Regions from separate parts of the Mus musculus genome. Here regions 1 and 2 are each linked to region 3. A link is a contact called in public Hi-C data. All regions are on one chromosome and are shown on one strand. Each heading gives the region's core, a stretch centred on a gene start, on an enhancer-like site or on the middle of the called end of the contact. The rest is flanking DNA. Distances are from core to core; before and after follow the strand shown.

Region 1 (3,569 bases), core at 416-2,915, 350 kb after region 3:
GCAGTGCTTATTACAACAGAAGAACATGGAGGAGCCCATATTATTACGAAGTCATGAAGTTACAAATTATAGCAGGTCTACGGAGATGAAAGGGATTTCAGTGACAAACCTTAACAGCACCAGCCCACCACCTATGACAAGCATCAAATTGAAGGTGCTGACAAGAGTCCAGTATCTACATCAGACAGCTTTTGTACTTGTCAAATGGTTTCTGAGATGTCCTTTAATTTGAAACTAAGGAGCACAATCACATCCTTCAGGTCGTGTTGGCACAGAAAAAAACCCAACATGCAGTTCTGCTTTCAAAAAAGACCATAAGAGGAAAGGAGGAGGTGTCCTTATGAGCTCTATAGGAAACACTGGATGCTACTGGAATTGTCTTCCCATGGTACTTGTCCCATTCTAGATATCAATGTGCATATGTGCATGTGGAAGTACACACACACACACACACACACACACACATACACACACACCACAGGGATGGCACACAGCTCTCCAAATAAAAAAAGCAGATGAGTAGCCATACCAGTAACAATGCTCTACAGTTTATTTTCATGTAAACAATGAAGTGGGTCATATAGAGGGTATCATTTTAGCTTGTGGAAATCTATGTGTTCTTAAAGTTTCATATTTTTACCAAGTTTTCCGATGCCCCTCTTCCATAGCTACTGGTCACACTCAGAAGAAGCCTTTAAACAGTCTTCAAAGAGAAAATTCAGCAATTCCAAACTAGATTTACATACTACAAAAATATTTACTACACAGCAAAGCATATGAGCAACGCACTTTATCCAGGGTGGGCATAAAAGACCCCCCAGGAGGACAGAAGGGACTGACAGAGTCACATGAGAAAAGGGTATACTACGATGTGAGGAATTAATGACCATGAAACAATTTGCTATGGCTTGTAATCCTATATTCTAATTTTATAAGCTCTTATGTTTAGAATACAGATTTCATAAGCCCTTATGTTTAGAATAGATTTCATTTCCTATCTAAAACAAACATATGGTATCAAGCAGTCTTTTTAATGCTCAGATTTAAATTAGTTTTAAAGAGATAAAAAGACTGAAATAGTTCTGCTATTTGTGCATGCTTAACAGCAATATTTATGTCAACATATTGGCAAAGAAAATGTAAGGATCCTTGTATCTCACTGGGCCCACAGTTTCATTTTAGAAGAAACACAACACAACTGCTTAAAATATTTGCAGTGTTATATATCAATAAGGTGGAAGACTAGTGTACTTTCCTCCAACATCTTTACAGCAGAGAACTCAATTCTACGTTGCAAAACAGCCTTGCTAAGTAATCTGATGACTGCATCTGTCTGATAGTTTTTTACATTTAGATACCACCTAGTCACTGTGACTTTTTTATTGTGCATATAACACATAACTACTGTCCCAGAGTCCAAGGGAGAGTCTAGACTGTTTTCTTTGCAATTTACTGCAGTGAAATCTCTTCTTCCTAATAGCAGGTTTCTCAAAATTGAGTCACAACCCATTTGTGAGTCTTGAACATAAACTAAGAGGGTTAGCATTCTAATGTATGTATGATACAGGAAAGATGACAGAATAGAAAGAAAAGAGAAGCTCTGATGCTGCTTCCCTGGAGAACTCACTACAGCCGATTTGCAACAGGAAACTGGGTAGGAAGTCTCTAGGGATCATCAACTCCTTAAGGAAATATATCTAGTCCAAGATTCAGTCCAATAACCCTCCACAGCCTTTCTGAGTTTGGAGATTTATGTCCTGATTAACATTTATTTTCCCTAGGCATTTACTGGAAATCTGCTAAGTGCTAAGAAATTTGTTAATTACTGGGAAAACAAAGATTACTATGACAGTATTTGACCTTCAAAGGTTCCAAGGAGAGAGATAATATGTAAGATGATGTCACTAGAGATATCTATGAAGTCACTGAAAATTCTGTAAGTGCAAGAAAAACTATAGCTAAAGAAGTTTGAGGTGACTCTACAAGTCACTTGATCATTGTAAGTATTTACATGTATCCATCCATCCATCCATCCATCCATCCATCCATCCATCCATCCATCCATTTATTAATCCTTCCATCCATCTATCCACTATGTTCAAGGGATTGACATAGGAGCCAAAAGAAGTTTACCCAAATAAGATGTAAGACTACATTAGAAAACCTTCATCTTTAGGATAAAAAGAGGTTTACAAGACAAGTCAAGAAAAAGATGGTGATAGGTACCAGGTAACAAGATGCCTCAGAGATGGAGAGGTTATTTATATGTTGAAGTTAAAGAAAGTATGGTGGGTGATGATTGATGGACAGCAGAAAAAGGTTCTGATATCACAAACAAAATTGGTCCAGGCTTTATCACAGCAAAAACAAGACAACCATGTACATAAATATTTGTGAATGTATTATACTAAGGGAACAAGACAATGAGTGAACTATATCAACAAAGTGAGTACTCTCACTTGATAACACATTAACCACACAGGTGGAAACAGATATATAAATCTGATTTTAACAGGTTCCTGCTTCAAATCTTTTATTTTGAATATCTCTAATACAGCAGAATCAACTCTCTTTCCTATGTCCCAAAGTTCTATGTGTTTTATTGATATTTTATTCTTTCTGGAACCACTGAAAGTAGATACGTTTTCTTGATTACCTTTTCATTTTAATGCACATAAACAGAAGTGATTTTATGTCTTGAAACGTTATTGAGTTTATCATTCTCACAAGTTTATTGGTAGACTACTTAAGGTTTTCTACATAAAAAGGTATGTTCTTTATGAACAGAGAACAGAGATTTATTATTATTATTATTATTATTATTATTATTATTATTATTATTTGGTTTTTTCGAGACAAGATTTCTCTGTATAGCCCTGGCTGTCCTGGAACTCACTTTGTAGACCAGGCTGGCCTCGAACTCAGAAATTCACCTGCCTCTGCCTCCCGAATGCTGGGACTAAAGGTGTGCGTTACCACGCCCAGTCACGAGATTTATTATTTTCTAATTTAGAAACTATTTATTTCTTTTTCTTACTCAATTGCTTTAGCTTAGTGCTATTATATCATATATAACTACTAATAGTGACTATGCTTGTTTAGTTACTGATAATGGGGATACAGAATTTCAGGATGGGGATATAGACTACTTGGTAGGGTATTGTCCTAGCACATAATAGGGCCTGGTTCCTGTTCTCAGTAGCACATGAACAGGGTATGCAGATACATATATGTAATGCTAGCACTCAACTCAGTGGACAGAGGCAGGGCCATCAGGAATGCAAGAATACCTTCATATACCCAGAGAAGTTGAGGACAGCCTGGGATAAACAAGACCCTCTCTCAACAAAAATATTTCAGGATTTTCTCTCTTGAACATGACTCATACTTTTTATAGCCTTATCTGGTACATAATGAGCTCCATGTCATTGGTTTACTTATAACAAAATAAATAAGCAAAAACCAACCAGATAACAAATGTCAAAAGGAACAAAGTAATGAAATAATTAATAATATACAAAAATTAGCTGACTGTGTAGCATTGGAAAGTCTCAACTTGTCAATGGGAA
Region 2 (3,229 bases), core at 363-2,862, 380 kb before region 3:
TGATGGGGTCTGACGAGGAGGGGATGCTGATAGCATCACCAGACATAGGGTGATCTTCCAGCCTTCTGTTTCCACATCCGATCTTCCTGCTATCACTATTAATGATAATAATTACAACTCAGATTTGCATAATGCCTTTCAGATTACAAAGCACACTGGTACGCAAGATATCACCTCGTCCTTGGTCTATACCTGTGAGCTAAGACTTCCTAATTTTACTTTGCACTTGATGGAGAAACCAAGAAAGGTTTAAGTGTCTTGTCCAAGGAGGAAATGCTGGTTCAGAGGTAGGGAGACCCCAAACTTAAATGAGGGATCCCACACCTTCCTACAGTAAACTCTTGAGTTGCCCAAAAGCATCTTGCCCCAAATCCTTGCAACCCCTCCCTGTCCGAGGCAAACCCTCTCCCCCCTGAGCCTACTGCCTCACAGCCTCACTGACCCTGAAGCCCCTTGCTCTTCCTTTTTTCCACCTAGCCTGGCTCTGCTGCCAACTTCTAACCATTCTGGCACGGGCAATAGTCACCCCCTCCTTCCTGATCTTGCTTACCTTTAAAAGGAGTTTAGACTTTTCCATAGTGACTACCCACTACCTGTCACCCTTAACAGGGTCATGTGTCTTTCCTATATCTCAGATTTTTAAAAAAGTACTTATTTATTTAACATGCGTGTGTATGCTCACATGTGTGCACGTGCTGTGCACAAGAGTGTGCCACAATGCACATGAGGAGGCCAGAGGATTGTTTGTAGAAGTTGGGTTTTTTCTTTCCACCATGTGGGTCCCAGATCAAGTTTGGTGGCAAGCACCTCTACCCGGTGAGCCATCTTCAATCGCCTATCACAGATTGTCTTGCACACAGAAGGTTGAATATCGCATCTTTCTCCTCTCCTTAGTCCGTGCATATCACACTACCCTGAGAAATCTTATCCCATGAATGAATAAATGAATGAATGGCAAACACACAGATGAGAAGGAATGGTATATAATGAGAAGAGAGAATCTGCTAGCCTCTGCCAAGTCTTCAGTTCACACAATCCCTTTGCCACCGACTGTTTTCCTGAGCCAGCAGGCCCCTTTTAAAGATGAGGTAAGCTAATATTGGGGTCACCTGTGGAGGCTCCCAGTAGACTGAGACACCAGTGAGGGTCCCCCTGATCCCCTGCGCTCCTGGAACTTCCAAGCCCTTACCCTTTCCACCCCATCTATAAAGGAAAGCAGAATCGAGAAGTTTCTTATTCAGCTTTCTCCCTTCACAGCTTCACAAATAAGACCCACTTGCTGCCTGAGAATTGCTTGGCGGAAATTCTGTCACTTGTGTGAATTTGCATTCTTAAGCAAAGGAGTCATAGCAGAACGGTTACAACCGGGAAAGCCAAATGTGTCTGGGGTGTGAGATGGCGGGCTGCAAGGATTTTCATCTGGGTCTATCTTATCTCCCGACCCTGTCATTAGAATTCAACCAGGCCAAAGGGTCCCCAGACAACTGGTGCAGTCTCCAGAGCCTGCGTCTTTCTCCTTTCTTCTCTCCTCCCTTCTCTCACAGTAGGCTGGTAATCACTATGCATGATTTACAGGGCCGCGGCAGGAATCGAGTTAATGCTGGTGGCGTGCTAAGCACGAGCAGCTGAAGGATCATAATTCAGCGCTGACATCTGAGCTAATCCACGGGTTTGCAGAGTCTCCAGACAAGCAGGCCTCTGGATTTCACTCAGTTAAATCATTTGTGCCCCACTTGTCTGTTAAGTGCTATGAACTCCAGGGAAGAAAGATGATATGTAAATTTAAGGAATTAGCAGGGACATCAGTCAGAGAGATGCCAGAGCTGCAAAACATCGCTGCCTGTCATGACAGAGGCCTGATTAGAACCAGGAACCGCGAAGGAAAAACAGACCTGGAAATGCACAAGGAAGGGAACCAAAAAAGCAGAGGATAAGGATGATCAAACTGAGCAGATACAGATGACAGACACCACACCACGGCTTTACCCTTAGCTGTGGTTCGTACCCATCCCTGTGCACCCAGGAATATCACCTTTCTCTTTCCCTCATCCTCTCTGTCTCTCTCTCTGTCTCTATCTCTCTTTCCCCTTCCACCCTGCTAAGTAGCTCAGGTTGGCCCTGAACTCATGATCGTCCTGCCCGATGCTCTCCAGTGCTGGAATTAGCTATGTGCCCCCATCCGCATCAAGCCCATTTTCCCTCTGAAGCTCAGAGATATGAGGTCATGCTTCCAGGTCCACTGCTACCGAGTGATGGAAGTAGGCTCTGGACACAGATGGGACTGAGTAAACTTGCTGGCTCCTTGTCACCTGTGGTGGAATCCTGGCTGGAGGCTCTAAGTCTTGGAAAGCCTTAGTCTTTCCATCTGTATACTGGGTATAATAATGGTATTACTGCATGAGGTTGTAAGGCTAAGCCCTGTAGAGCACTTTGCATGGGAACAGGGATATAGCAAGAGCTCAGTCAAGCTACTGATGCCATGCCACACACTGCCTTCCATAGACTAAAGACCACCATAAACCTGGGAACCCAGTGCAAGATACAAAAAGAAGCAGGATTCATCCTGGGGGTGTGGTGGTATTGACATTGACATTCTTTGAAATAAGATGCTTTCCCTTAGAAACCAGCCAGTTCCCAGCTGTCCATCATGTGCCCCTCCCATTGGCACAGGTCTTCTGTGCCAATCTTCAGAGGATGAAATAAAATGAGATAGTGTCTTGGATCGTGAGTGGGAACCCATGTGACTACTAGCACTGGCCAGAGGAAGTATGTGGAAACATCCTGACTCCATGCCACCCACCCTTCCCTTCAGAAAGGGGCTCCACAGGCCACACTGGCAATGTGTTCTCCAGGACACATCCCCAGCTGTCAAGAACATCTCACATTCAGTTTAACACCTTCCTGCTGTCGTGTGGACACACGTGCTCCATCTATCCCTGATGGGACACAGCTCATTTCCGTTCTATGACTTAGAAGCATTTTACTCATAAGGCGTTAAGGAGTCCAGGGGGCTGGGGAGATGGCTAAGTGTATAAAAGGTTTGTCTCACAAGCCTGATGACCCCAGGACGGAAGTAAAACCACAGGTCTACAAACCCACCTGTACTGTACCCCTACAAGTAGGTGGGAAAAAGAATGGAAGTTTCTGAGATAGCCTGAGGTACACTCCACTGAACAAACAGACACTGTCTCAGACAAGATAGAAGGACTGACACCAGGGGTTGTGCACT
Region 3 (3,265 bases), core at 392-2,891:
GCATGCCTGGCACAAAGATTAAGTCCTTAAAGAAGATATATTAATGGAAGCCAGCTATCATTAAGATAAGTATTACATAAATGATCTTGGTTCTCCCTAACCCCTGTAGACTATGGAAGAAAAAGAAATATTCGAGAAAATCAGTCCTAGATGTAATAATAAAGAAGAATCTATATCTATAAAGTGATTCAAAATGGTATAACCTGCCAGGACAGTATGGATTGTCTGCAGAATGCCTCTGGTAAAAAAGGCAAACTATGACTGGTGTGAGCATCCTTCATCCTTCTTACAAAATTACTCTATGTCAGTAGGCATTGTAATTATACTAATTGCAACCTTGGTCGTTGTAGCCACAGCCACTTGACATTCTTACCTAGCTGTCAAGTGTGTTTGTTACCAGTGTTAAGTGTGGAGGGAATTTGAGGCCCCTCTTGAGGCATCACTGCTCTTCAGTCAAGCATCCTCCAGTTGACAATAAAAATCATACTTTGCCTTGTAATATGATATTCAAGAGCTGTGAGCAAAATGAGTCTTTGTGATCTTGAGAGGACTAATGCCTTAAGCTTGCACACAAATGAAAGATGGAGAGGATTAAAGTCGGGGAATTTACCAACCCACTCCAACCTTGTTTGACAGGCAGGCACCTGAGAGAGCCTGACTGCATCAAAATGCAAAACAAATGCTGTTTGTCACCAGCAATGAGGAGGACTCAGATGTCATTTCTGAGCTCCAATAGGGGACAAAGAAAACAGCACACTGGGGAATGCCAGGTCTCTTATTTACGTCATGCCCAACAAAAAAAGGGATTCGAGGAGGAGATCCTGAGAGTGAACTGTTCTCAAGGAAGTTTATACCGGAAATCACCAAGTTCTGGGATTTCAGAGTCGTGGTGTGTAGACTGAAGTGTAGTTGATTTAGTAGTGAAGGTCTACCAGTGTTGGGAGTCCTGGACTATATTCGAAGGTCAAATTGAAAGTATATTTTCTTCCCTTGTGATGCTGCTATGGCTGGTTTTCTTGAGGCTACTGTGCGTCCCTGGCGTCTACCCTGTGTTTACACCACAGACAGCAGAGGGGAAAGGAAAAGACTCCTTAGGAAAAAGGAATTTTGCTTCTCAGCTTTAGCATGTATGCTTCTCCAAGGGTGAAATCTAATTTCAGTGCCTGGTCTTAGTCAAATGCATCACTCTGCCTTACTTCTTGCAAATAGATATTTTAGCTAAAATTTTCTGCAGATTTACAGTGTCAGGCACTGTGCTAAATTTCTAAATTTGCTATGTTTCCTTTGTTGTTGTCATATAAAATCTTTTATTTATTTATTTTTTGGAAGAGCTTGTGAACTGGAGATCAGTTTAAGGAAATCTGTGAAATGAATTGGAAAGACCCTCTCTTCTCTACTCCACACCCTCCCATAGCCTCATCTTCCTATCCAGATATCCCACTGGAGTTGTTGGATCTGGGGACAGTCTCGTGTTCTGGAAGTTTGATAGCTTTTTGATTCTGTTATTTTTTCCTGGTTGCCAGTCTCTGCGGCCCCATCTGGATTTAAGATAATCTCATAGCATAATGAATGTTACGTTGTTAGCTGCTGCTGGCTTCCTGTGCCTGAGCTGGCAGAGAACACAGCATTGTAACCGTACCCTTCCTGAAGTGCTCTGCTGCCACGAGTATATCCCTGGGGGAACTGAGGCATCACAGCTTTAGGGAGGGGTACAAATGCTCCAGTGTTCACATTGGATCCGACATCCACTTCGTGGACAGGCAATCTAGGCAGGCCAGGATTTGGGAATTAGCATTTTCTAAGAGAATAGCTCCATCATCAGGAATGCGGTGCAGAGGTGAAGTGGGAAGGTTCAGGTTCAGAGAACTGGATTTTCTTTCTGTGCTCTGTAATAGCAGGGAGCCATTAGTTCCCATGTTCTTCACTTCTTCAGTGTCAAAACTCTGTAATAACTCTTCTTACCAATCTAACAGAATTCGTGCCACATAAAGCTAGCTAGTATGAGCTAATAATGAAGTTGGGCACTTTGATAAGCTAAGAGCAAAAATGGAACTCGCAGGTACTGAGACAATTTAAAGGAAAGAGATGGTTCTGTTATATTTATTAGATCACTTGGAGAGCATGCATTTACTAGCCAAGCTAGCATATAGAAAAAAGACCAGGTGCTGGTCAGCACCACTACCTAGGTGTCACCATCATGAAGTATGAAGAGCCAGCACTGGCTTCAAGACCAAGAAGAGGGGCTCCATTCATCAACTTTTGTTTCTGGAATCTTATTATTATCAACCAGGAGAAAAGAAGTAGTTGGGATGCTAAGTTGATCCTGAACCCTTTCCTTTTCCCTTAACAGAGAGCATGTAAGACACATCCGTGTGCACTGAATGCCCCTTAGTAAGATCCCAGACCATGCATATTCCTTCTGAGCAGAAAACACGTAAATTCTATTCAGAATGTGCCTTGGTACCAACATCCTGAACATTGTATGTTGTATAACTCTCTCTGGCATTTTCCTTAAGAGAGCGATTCCAGAGTAAAGGACTTTAAAAGGTAGGATGCAGATCCAGATAAATTCGTGATGTTCACAGTAAAAAAATTACAGAAAATTTCTGTGGGTCACTCATGGTACTCTAGTACTGGTTCTTCAGATGAAACTACATGGGATCCTGATCAGAAAATCAGTTTTTAGGTCTGGGGATAAAGTGCCTAGCTATAAACTCTAAGCATGTACTGTTCAACATGATTACTCTTTAAAATCATGACTGGCTGTGTCTAGCCCTTCAAGGTTGAAAGTCTCAAGTGTGAACGTGTGAATAGTAAGGGTTTCTGTTTTTAATCTATCAATAATAAGACGTAAGTCACATGGTTCAGGATGATTGAAATCCACACTTGTGTATATACCTTTTAACTTTTAAATCACTGTAGGTGGTCCATTTTTTTTTAAAGAATATAAAATTTATAACTAACAAGATGGGGAAGAGCTGGGCTTTTTTTTTTTTTTCCCCAGTTGTGAGCTGTGTCTTGAGATGCTCTCAGAGGAAGAGAATGCATGTTCTTTGCCCCACTTACTCTGTCATTGTCTGTTTACCTGAATTAGAGTAGTATGACTGATTGAGGGGAGACATGGAATGCTATTTAACTGTGAATTTGTTGCAGAACCTATTGAACATGAAGTCAAAGTAAGTTATGATTGAACAACAGAAATAAATAGCTGCAAGTATGATGGAAACACAAAAATGAAAATAGAGCAGGCTATTGTTTTTTTCTG

The links. A called contact is a pair of places that touch in the nucleus more often than the background predicts.
Region 1: a contact with region 3 is called in a Hi-C map of olfactory sensory neurons, with 2.2 times the contacts expected there. The contact joins two enhancer-like sites. A contact is called at or near these places in 2 of 484 Hi-C or Micro-C datasets (bone marrow-derived macrophages and olfactory sensory neurons).
Region 2: a contact with region 3 is called in a Hi-C map of the N1E-115 cell line, with 12 times the contacts expected there. The contact joins two enhancer-like sites. A contact is called at or near these places in 3 of 484 Hi-C or Micro-C datasets (the G1E-ER4 cell line, the N1E-115 cell line and myocytes) and 2 of 115 datasets of contacts at active chromatin or transcription factors (both in embryonic stem cells).

What each region holds. Positions count from the first base shown.
Region 1 is chr1:62,057,822-62,061,390 of GRCm38.p6, reverse strand. The region is part of intron 3 of Pard3b (par-3 family cell polarity regulator beta); the gene reads right to left. Among named protein-coding and RNA genes, the nearest start is that of Pard3bos2, 77 kb to the left of the region's middle. Within about 2 kb of position 1,665, at least 1 of the 459 cell types and tissues checked has an H3K27ac peak or open chromatin away from gene starts, as enhancers often do. A contact at or near this core is called in olfactory sensory neurons, where this site is marked.
Region 2 is chr1:62,778,659-62,781,887 of GRCm38.p6, reverse strand. All of the region lies in intron 12 of Nrp2 (neuropilin 2), which reads right to left. Among named protein-coding and RNA genes, the nearest start is that of 4930487H11Rik, 14 kb to the left of the region's middle. Within about 2 kb of position 1,612, at least 18 of the 459 cell types and tissues checked have an H3K27ac peak or open chromatin away from gene starts, as enhancers often do. A contact at or near this core is called in the N1E-115 cell line, where this site is marked.
Region 3 is chr1:62,403,642-62,406,906 of GRCm38.p6, reverse strand. All of the region lies in intron 18 of Pard3b (par-3 family cell polarity regulator beta), which reads right to left. Among named protein-coding and RNA genes, the nearest start is that of Gm34881, 120 kb to the left of the region's middle. Within about 2 kb of position 1,641, at least 5 of the 459 cell types and tissues checked have an H3K27ac peak or open chromatin away from gene starts, as enhancers often do. A contact at or near this core is called in the N1E-115 cell line and olfactory sensory neurons, where this site is marked.